Regions from separate parts of the Sus scrofa genome. Here region 2 is linked to region 1. A link is a contact called in public Hi-C data. All regions are on one chromosome and are shown on one strand. The core of a region is the stretch at or near the end of the contact, and the rest is flanking DNA. Distances in the headings are between cores, read along the strand shown.

Region 1 (4,845 bases), core at 2,212-4,711:
ACATTAACAAGTTAAATAAAAATACTTTAAAGTTATTATTCAAAGTGTTAATCATTAAATTATTATTGAAAGTCACAAATATGTGTCATCTCACAATTCAAATTTGAATAGCACCAATACTAAATGTCATAGCTTTGTCTCCTCTATTTTTAAGGGAGAATCTGTCAGATTCCCAAGACCTTTCCTTATGGTTCTTCAAAGATTCCTACATGGTTTCCTTCCTTCTTAGAATGCCTACTGCATTCATCTAAATATTTCCTATAAATGCTAAGTCATTCACCACTCCAACTTCCATTCTCTAAACGTGCTGACTCAGTTCATTACTATCTTCATAACCTCAAAAATGGTGGCAAAGACCTTTCTCCATCCTCATTAGCTGGAACCCGATGAGCACTGCTTCATGACCCTAGTAACAAACTGAGTTTCTTCTATCCTTTCCCATCTACTGAAAAACTATAAGTATAGGAGTTCCCGTCGTGGTGCAGCAGAAACAAATCCGAACAGGAGCCATGAAGTTGTGTGTTCAATCCCTGGTCTTGCCTAGTGAGTTAAGGAGCTGGCATTGCTGTGAGCTGTGGTGTAGACTGCAGATGTGGCTCGGATCCTGCACTGCTGTGGCTGTGGTGTAGGCCGGCAGCTGTAGCTCCAATTTGACCCCAGCCTGGGAACCTCCATATGCTGCAGGTGTGGCACAAAAAAAAAAAAAAAAAAAAAAAACAAAAACCCTGTAAGTGTAAAATAATTATCATTATTACAATGAATCTTAATCATCACATAACCATTATGTGTTTGCTCTAGAAAAAAGATACTAGACTTATAACAGGATTAGCAGCTGGTATTTTAATACTGCAACTATAAGTTAAACTAGTTTTTAGCATGACACATACATGATACATATTAAGGCCTCTAATAACAAGAGTCTCCAAGGTTATGGCCCAAATGATCAAAATATCAAAATCAGATTAAGGCTTCAAAGAGTGCTTATCAACTTTAGGGAAATTAGGATTCCTAGATTTTTCAGAGGAATTTGCTAACATTTACAAATGGCCATAATGACAACAGGCAAAATACAAAAAAGCATCTGAAAATAAAGAGAAAGCAATGACAAAAGAATTCAGGTAACTTTCAGGGGTTTCAGTTAAAAAAAAAAAAAAAGATAATAGTTCAAAACAAAATGACAGTTTGTATCTTAACATTTGAACAATATGTAGCTTATCAAATATTTTTTTTGTCCTTAGAAACCTAGGAGATAAATCTCAAGTTTGAAAGGCCTGAGAAAGCAACAAAACTATCTCACCATTAGAAAAGATAGGGAGACAATTAGGAATACGCTGATTGTGACAACACAAACACCTGAAGCATTATGCCTTGTTACTTGGAAAGAGAATATGTTATAGGCACTGAAGGCCAGGATCTTGATGACTGCCTAAAAATTTAAGAAAATAAGACTATATTTATTATAACAACCACTGTAAATCAATACAGATAAGCTGTTTTCCCTGTTAGGAGCAGATCAAAAATGAATGGAATGAAATAAAATAAAATTTATTTATGGTAGATAAAATGTTGCATGTACATAGGAACTTTCTATCAAAAACAGGAGTGAGGTTATGAGGTCTAGGATCTTTGATATCTAAAACCCATGCAATAAACCAGATAAGATGGTAACAATTCAGTATTCACTTTCTGGAGTAAGACTGTTCTGATTTTGAACTCTGGCTTTGGTACTTAATAGCTGTTATAAAATCAGAACAAAGGTTTTAATCTGAGTCTGTCTCCCATTTGAAAAAGGGGGTTATCTACACTTACTTCAAAGGTAATACTTCATAGTGTGTTACTGTGGGAATTATATGAGATAACACATGTAACACGTTAAAGTGTATTGCAGACAATACATTGTGCATGGCTACGGTGATGAAATAAATATTAGCTAAAATGATGATAGTTAACAGACTCCAATTTAACCAAGAAACGTCAATACATTTCCATTCATTACAAATTGTTAATAAAGAACTTTTTTTTTTTACTACTTCTCTTGGAGCATATGGAAGTTCCCAGGCTAGAGGTAGAACTGGAGCTGCAGCTGCTGGCCTACACCACAGCCACAGTTAACACCTGATCCAAGCCACATCTGCAACCTCTCCTCCTTAAAAGGAGAGGTTGCTTAAAAAAAAAAATCAGTAATATTTATATCATATGAATGTGAAGAAATTTATGCTCAAGAAAGTTAAGCAGCTTACAATCCAATAACCAATTGCCCAGGTTACAATCCTATTTAATGTCAAGTCTAGAAGACTGGTCTTCCAACCTCCATTTGGTGAAGCTTCCTCTAGTCCATCTTATCAATCTGTTCATCTTTGGGGCAAGTGAACAGTTAAAGAAGTGGACTTTCTTTGCTGTCCTCCCTTAAAAAACACACTCATGTAAATCTGGTCAGAAAAATATCAGAAAGGTGATGCGAGAGATTTCTTTCCCTCCAATTTTGTGATTTATATATAAGTAAACGGTTTAAGAGAAGTGCACAATTGCTATCAAATGCTGTAGACAAAAAAGGAACATTACTTCACATACTTTACTCTCCTTAGAAGTCAGCTTCAATTGCTCCAGTTCCTTTCTATGTTTCTGTTCCATTTCTGCTTCTAACTTAGCAACATCTTCAGTGAGTTGCTTCCTCCTCTTTTTGTCATTCTTGGGAACAACATTCTTCATACTCTGAATTTTGGCTGGAAAGCCACGAAAATCATTAGATCAAAAACCCAGGGATTCAGAAGAAACAAGAAATAGTAACAATAAGAGGATGGTAAGAGAGGAGGGTTTAGAAGTAATTATAATAGCAAGAAGAGTAATTACATAATAGTTACAGAGAAGAGCCCAGAAAAATATGGACTGCCCCCCCAACCCCAAATAAAATCTAGTAACACAACCGTCAGTTTGGTGTGGTAGGAGTAAAAAGAAAAAAAAAAAGACTCAAGTTTTTAAATCTTTCAAGCATCCCTTCTGAGGAACTAGGGAAGGAATAGGAAATGGAGCTGGGAGAGGGCCCTGTGTCCAAGTTCGTAGTTTCCAGGTGTTTCCAGGCACCCGCACCAGGACGGTAGCGGACTTAAGAAGCAGCTTCCGAAGATCTGGGGGATTATGGGACCCAGGGGAGGCGGGAGGGAAGAAGTTACTGGTTACTCTGGAGAAGCCTCGGAAGATCCAGCTCCGGAACTGGCCCGCCACGCGCCCTTCCCTGGGCCCTGGCGTCTTCTAGGTTCCCATTCCCCGTCACCTTGCAACTCCTTCTTCTCTTTGCGATGCCTTCTCACCAGCTGCTCCTCCTCATCAAGCTCCTCGGTCAAGACTGCCTCCATGACGACCAGGTAAGCCCAGCACACGCGCGGGAAGAAACCAGCACGACCAGCTACAGAGCACCTTCCACCCTTCAACCCTCACCTTCGGCGCCATTGGCCGCAGCTGGGACCCAGCCCCGCCTTCAAGGCGGTACCGGATCTGAGCCGAGCCTTAGGAGCGAGGAGGAAGAATGGCGTACTAAGCATGCGCACCCCCGCGTGACGCGCTCTGATGGGACGGGGCGGGGCGGGGCGGGGCGGGGCGGCGGGGGTGGAGCGCAACGGTTTGTGGGGGTGTGGCTTAACCGACTGAAGTTTGCAGCCTGCAGTTGACCCCGTCGCTAGAGCGCTTTTGGCAGTAAAGCTACTGTTGCGTCTGCTGACCAGGCCGTGAAGCGCGCAAAGATGACGTTGTAGAAACCATTTTGGATGTTCTTTTTGTTTTGTTGGGTACCTCGGACCGTGTCCTTTAATCTTCGTTTTTGGTTCCATTACTAGGAAGTTCTTTTCAAAAGGTAAGAAGGAAAAATAAAAAAATTTCAGTGAAACTTTTAATAAGTATGAATGAGGATCTTTGTGCTGCGTAAATCAAACAGTAGGGAATTAAGTTCTGTTTATTATTTTCAAGGTTATAATACCGCAGTTCCGAAGAAAAACAGCTAAGTAATTGAGAAAATGCCGCCTCTTGAAACGCCTGTAGCGATGGAAACAGAAGAGATAATAAGGACTAAGTATCATAGAACACAGGAGTTTAAAGACCTAATCTCAGTGATAAAGAAGCTATTGTCAGAGCGTTTGAAAAGTATCAGGGAATTGAGATAACGGAAATGTGCAAGCCTGATGGGGCAGGAGATCGATTTACTTAAGTTAAGCCAAACGAGAAATTTTTACAGCATGCAGAAAAAAAGAAAAGAAATCAAGTAAAGCGAAGAGACACCTAGAGGGCCTGTCCAGGAGGTACAATCTTGGCATAATAGGAATACCTGAAACAGGACAAATCAAATGAAGCTGAAACTATAATTAAGGAACTAATCGTAGAAAAATCTACAGAGTTGAAGAAGGAACCAGATCTGCAAATGGAAAAATTAACAGGGTATCATTAAAATTTAATGAAAGCAACACCCTGACATATCCTGGTGATATTTTTAATTTGAAGGGATAAAGAAAAACTTCTACAAGTATCCAGAGAAAGCAAGTTTCTTTACATGGGTGAAAGTCAGGCTGACTTCACATTTTTCACTTGCAAGTCTTAAGTGCCAGAAAACAATGGAACAATGTCTTCAGAGTTTTAAGGAAAAATAATTTTGAAACAAGTATTATATACTCTGCCAAGTTATCATTTCTGTACCAAGGCAGCTGGAAGACATGAAGGGGTAAAGAAAATGTATCTTTTGAAGTTCCCCTTGTGGCTCATCAAGTAAGGCAAGAACCCATCAAGTAAGGCGTATCCCCAAGAATGCTGTTTGATCCCTGGCCCCACTCAGTGGATTAAGTAGCCAGTGTTGCCCTGAGC
Region 2 (5,147 bases), core at 1,289-3,788, 130 kb after region 1:
TTACACAGCCTCCTTTGGAGGTCACTCATCTTTTGCATCCTCTTACCAAGTACTTCTTTCATAATCAGTATCCCTTTCCAATGTTCCAATTTATCTATAATGTAATTGTGTATATGGTATATATTTTCTGTGTATGCATATAAAATAGCTGTTTGAATACCTTAACTTGAACATCCCATTTTAATAGAATGTTTACAAATCCCATTCTGAACTCATCATGTAACAGCAAAGAGAAAAAAATCTGACTCCATATTAGATCTGTTCCTTTTTACTTCGTTTTTTCTTGTTGTTTTTGTTGCCTGTGCTTAGTCATGCTGGCTCTTCACATTTTGTAAAAGAATGTTGCCTATTGCCTGAAATATACAGGATAGCTTATTCACAAGGCTCTGACCTTTAAGAGTCCATTCATATAGAGATAAAAAGTTGCAGGACAGAAAATAACATTTGTTTTGTTGTAGGTTTACAGGAGCATTGTGACCTGACAATGACCTGCTGCACAGTTGCTAGAACAACAACAACAACAACAAAACAGAGGCTAAGAAGTTTGCAACAACTAACTACACCCGTCCCTAATCTTGCCTTTAAAAAGTCTTCTTAGGTGTTCCCATATTGGCAAAGTGGAAACAAATCTGACTAGAAAACATGAGGTTGCAGGTTCAATCCCTGGCCTCGCTCAGTGGGTTAAAAATCTGGCATTGCTGTGAGCTGTGGTGTAGGTCTCAGACGAGGCTCAGAGCCTTCATTGCTGCAGCTATGGCATAGGTTGGCAGCTGTAGCTCTGACTTGACCCCTAGCCTGGGAATCTCCATATGCCATGAGTGCAGCCCTAAAAAACAAAAAGTAAGAAAATAAATTAATAAATAATAAAAATAAAAAGGCTTCTTAGGCATAAGCCAACCATTTCCTGGCACAGCCCTGCAATAAACCTTTTTTCTATTCCCAACCCTGATTTTCAGTATTGCTTGGCCTCACTGTGTGTCAGGCACACAGACTTGCATCTGGTAACAATCCTTTCCTCCTCAAACCAGTTCTGCCTCTTGTATTCCCTATCTTAATGTCATCACCAGCTATTCACTTGTTCACCCAATTCAGAAACCCCAAGAACCACACTAGATTCTCTTACTCATGTCTTTCAACCAATCTGTCACAAAACTATTGATTTCACTTCAGCAACATCTCTCAGATTTACTCCTTCTTCTTTATCAAACATTATTGTTGGAGCTATTACAAACACCTTCCAGGAAGCCTTATATATAAAATTTTTGTCCTTTTTTTTTGCCTTTTCTAGGGCTGCCTGCGGCATATGGAGGTTCCCAGGCTAGGGGTCTAATCGGAGCTGTAGCCACCAGCCTACACCACAGCTCACAGCAATGCTGGATCCTTAACCCACCGAGCAAGGCCAGGAATGGAACCCGCAACCTCATGGTTCCTCGTTGAATTCGTTAACCGCTGAGCCAGTAAGGGAACTCCCAGGAAGCCTTCTTATAGCTTGTTTAATATTGCTATATCTTACACTTGCCCTCCCCCAAATCTAACCTCCATAGCGCTACCAGAATGAGCCTTCAAATATTCAAAAAGTTATGAAAGATTCAAAGTTTGATTCATGTCCACTTCTGTTTTATTTCCCCACTGCTAGCTCCTCAACTCCAACTACTCCATACTAGACGAGTACACCCCCCACCCCGCCCCTTTCTGGACTTCTTTCTTGCCTTCTTCCCCCAGCCAATTGCAACAAACCATCACCTGCTCTGAAAACAGCTATGACATTCCCAGACTAAGGGTCAATTTAGATATTCTTTGTACTATGTTCCAAACTTAGATCTATTACTCTATCACAATGCTTACTTAGTACAGCCCACAGAATTGCCCACCAGCCCAGAGGCCCACCGAATTGTGAGGAACTGTCCTGTTTACCCGTGTTCTGTCCCCATGCCCCCTGGTATAGAGTTGGTTCCAAGAGAGACTCAAAAATAACAATGAAAAACCGAGTAAAAGAATAAAGGTGAAGATTAAAAATAGAGGATTCAGATTCAGACGAATTCGCTTCAACTCATTTTGTTCCTTTCAGTGCTGCAGTCTGTGTGAGACGCATCTCAAACCCCTTACTCCCAGAATCCTAGCCCCATTATAGACTCCTCGGGATGTTGGGGCCCGTGGCCGCTCAGACGCGGGAGGGGGCTCAGTCGTCAGCGCGCGGGAGGCCTCGCTCACAGACGGTGCCTGGAGCCCGCGCAGGCGGCTCCTCCCGCATCTCCCAGGCTCACAGGACCGCCGGCTGTCGGTCCCCAGGCTGTTCATAAGGGCGCGCTCCGTCCAGGTCGAGCCTGTCAGCACCTTGGAGAGGCCTCCCGCCTCCTCCTCCGCACGAGGCAGGGTCCTAGAAGCGCCGCGCCTTCCCGTCGCAACCAGCACGTCCCGGAAGCGCGCGCCGCGGGTTTAACGGTTCTGCTCCCGCCGGGCTGCGCCCGCGCTCGAGACCCGGAGCCCAAAGCACCGCCCTGCGCCCGCCCCTGCCCCTCTGAGCCGCCGTCGGCCCCGCCCCGCCCCCACCGTCGCTGCCACCAGGCTCTCGAGGGGAGGCGCGGCCCGAGCCGTTCCCGGACAGGCGGGGGGGCGCTGGGCCACCGCGTCTGGTCTGAGCACCGCGACGCTGCTGCCCCGAAGTCCTCCCGGATCTTGAGGCGGTAAGTGGCCGGGGAGGACGAAGCCCCACGGCGAGGAGAGAAGTCAGGCCCAGGGATTAGGAGGCGGGCCGGCGGCGTCTCCCCAGGCAGGAGCATGGGAAAAGTTGAGGTGACTGAGGGAAGCTCCGGGATCTGTGGGGACAAATCAGGCGGGGACCCCACAGGGTCCACAGGGTAGCTCTTAGAGTGCGAAGGGAGCAAGCGGGTCAGAAGGAAAGAGGTGAGGGCTGGGGTGGAAAACCCGGCGAAGGGCAAGTGGTTGAGGGAGTTAATCTGCTGAAGGGATGCTGATGAAACAAAACAAGCAAATAAAATGCCCCCCGAAGTAAGAGCACGTCGCCCTCAGTCCCAGGACCTGGTCCTAGGTAGTGGGATGGTTAGAAGACTGTCTCATTATTTTGGTGCATCAGTTTATTATTGAGATTACCGTGGTTTGTTTTTATTATTAATAAAATAAACATTAATTACATAAAATTATATACAGTAAGAAAACTCAGTAGGAAATCAAAAGGAAATCCAGTGGTTAATGAATGTTGAAGGTGTTCTGCACAACTTATAAGGATAGGCCTTTTTAAAAAAGTTGACATGTAACAGTATATTAGTTTCAGGTATACAAAATATTTGTATCAAAAGTTTTTTTATTGCCTTAAGAGTTTAGCAAAATTATTTAAAAAGAAAAACTGTAAAAGGACAGTTACATCAGTTATGACAACCACAAACACCCATAACCTGGACAGTTTTATCCCACCTAAGTGTTAAATTGCATGTATGTTGAATGGTGCTTCAAAAGAAAAATTTTTTTTTTTGGTCAGAGGTGTGAGATGGAAAATAAAATGGAACACTCTGGGCTTATAACTTTTTCATATTTTAGTTCTACTTTTTCATGAATATGGCACCCTTATTTGTGGAATATAAAATGTCTTTCATCACCTAAGTCTAACTAGTTTATCCTTTATTCTCCTTTATTTCCTGTATGTTATTTTTTATCTATCAGTTTATCAGTTTAGAGTTTTTTTACTTATAAGCAGCATTTGGCTTTAAGGGATCTTAACTTTGTAAAAAATATTTTGAAATTGAAAATTGAGATTAAATTCTATCTAGTATAATCCTATATGGGAAATAACACATGAAATAAATGAAGCATGGTCTTTCTCTTCTTTCAGCCTATTTCTTTACACCAAATATTCAGCAAGGTTTTATACATAAATGTTCTCTTTCATAATTATTATTTTTTCCAATAAACAGTGTCCACATGGAACAGTGGAGAGTCAGGTATCTTTTACTTATCCGACATACAGGTTTAGAGACGGGCATCAACTTTATAGTCAAAACCTCATTTCTACCAATTATTGTGTGAACTTGAACACGTCTCTTATTCTTCTGAGCTTCGGGTTTCTCATCTGTAAAGTAGTCACTTTTCTGATGGATTTTCTGCAACAGTTAATGGATGGCTCAAAATTAAATGTGATAATATATGTAAAGCAATTAATGTGTAGTAGGATCTCAAAAAATGGAGTTTTAAATAAAAAAGAATGGTGTATGTTGGGTAATGAAATTGTGCCCCAATTGGTCAGTGTATGTCTTACTATCTCTTGATACTATATTTTATAAAATTTTAGGTTAATTTATAATTTCAGAATTGATGGACTCTTAGAATTCATATTTAGTTTGATAAGATTTAAAAAAAAACCCTAAAATATAATTATTCTACATGTAGAATAGCAACTACACTTAGGTTTCCAGACTTGCAGAACAGTGTTCTGTTCATACCCCTAGGCCTTTTAAGGTGATTTGTTAAATATGTGTAAACTTGAAAAAAAAACCGCTTTATTCAGTAACCATTTCTCAGCATGTATTAATGGAATGAATTTTTGAGACATTGGGTCAAAACGTCCTTAAAAATATTTATACCACAAAACTATATATTTACATTTCAAAGACAACTCTATGACAGGCCCAGTGTTGTAAATGAGATTGTTTTTTTGCAACAGTTATTTCTAACACTTGATATCCTAAATGCCTATCCTAGGTAGCATCTATAGTTTTCAAAGGGAACTTTCGAAGCTCTACATTCAGTGAGTGAAGTAGACATTAGAGTTTAAGACTAAAGTTATTTTATGTACTGACGTTGTAGTTGTCTATTTATTTATTTATTTATTTTGTCTTTTTAGGGCCGCACCTGTGGCATATGGAGGTTCCCAGGCTAGGGGTCTAATCAGAGCTATAGCAGCTGGCCTGCACCACAGCCACAGCAATGTGAGATCTGAGCCATGTCTGCGACGTACACCACAGCTCACGACAATGCTGGATCTTCAACCCACTGAGCAAGGCCAGGGTTCCCAGTCAGGTTTGTTTCTGCTGCACCAAGATGGGAACTCCAAGTCTATTTATTTTTAACCCAAACTGAGAATTGGGTTTTGGGTTGTAGAGTCCTGTCTTTCATAGATTACAATCTTGGACCAA

The links. A called contact is a pair of places that touch in the nucleus more often than the background predicts.
Region 2: a contact with region 1 is called in a Hi-C map of skeletal muscle, with 1.9 times the contacts expected there. The contact joins the promoter of C4H8orf88 here to the promoter of OTUD6B in region 1. A contact is called at or near these places in 3 of 47 Hi-C or Micro-C datasets (embryonic fibroblasts, epiblast stem cells and skeletal muscle).

The regions. Positions count from the first base shown.
Region 1 is chr4:45,789,809-45,794,653 of Sscrofa11.1, forward strand. OTUD6B (OTU domain-containing protein 6B) reads right to left here and starts at 3,462. Exons shown (of 8, transcript XM_003125574.4): 1 at 3,367-3,462; 2 at 3,272-3,365; 3 at 2,572-2,723. The coding sequence starts at 3,447. LOC100516731 (a long non-coding RNA gene) reads left to right here and starts at 3,629. Exons shown (of 3, transcript XR_115866.4): 1 at 3,629-3,847; 2 at 3,961-4,845.
Region 2 is chr4:45,920,935-45,926,081 of Sscrofa11.1, forward strand. C4H8orf88 reads left to right here and starts at 2,539. Exons shown (of 6, transcript XM_021089133.1): 1 at 2,539-2,684.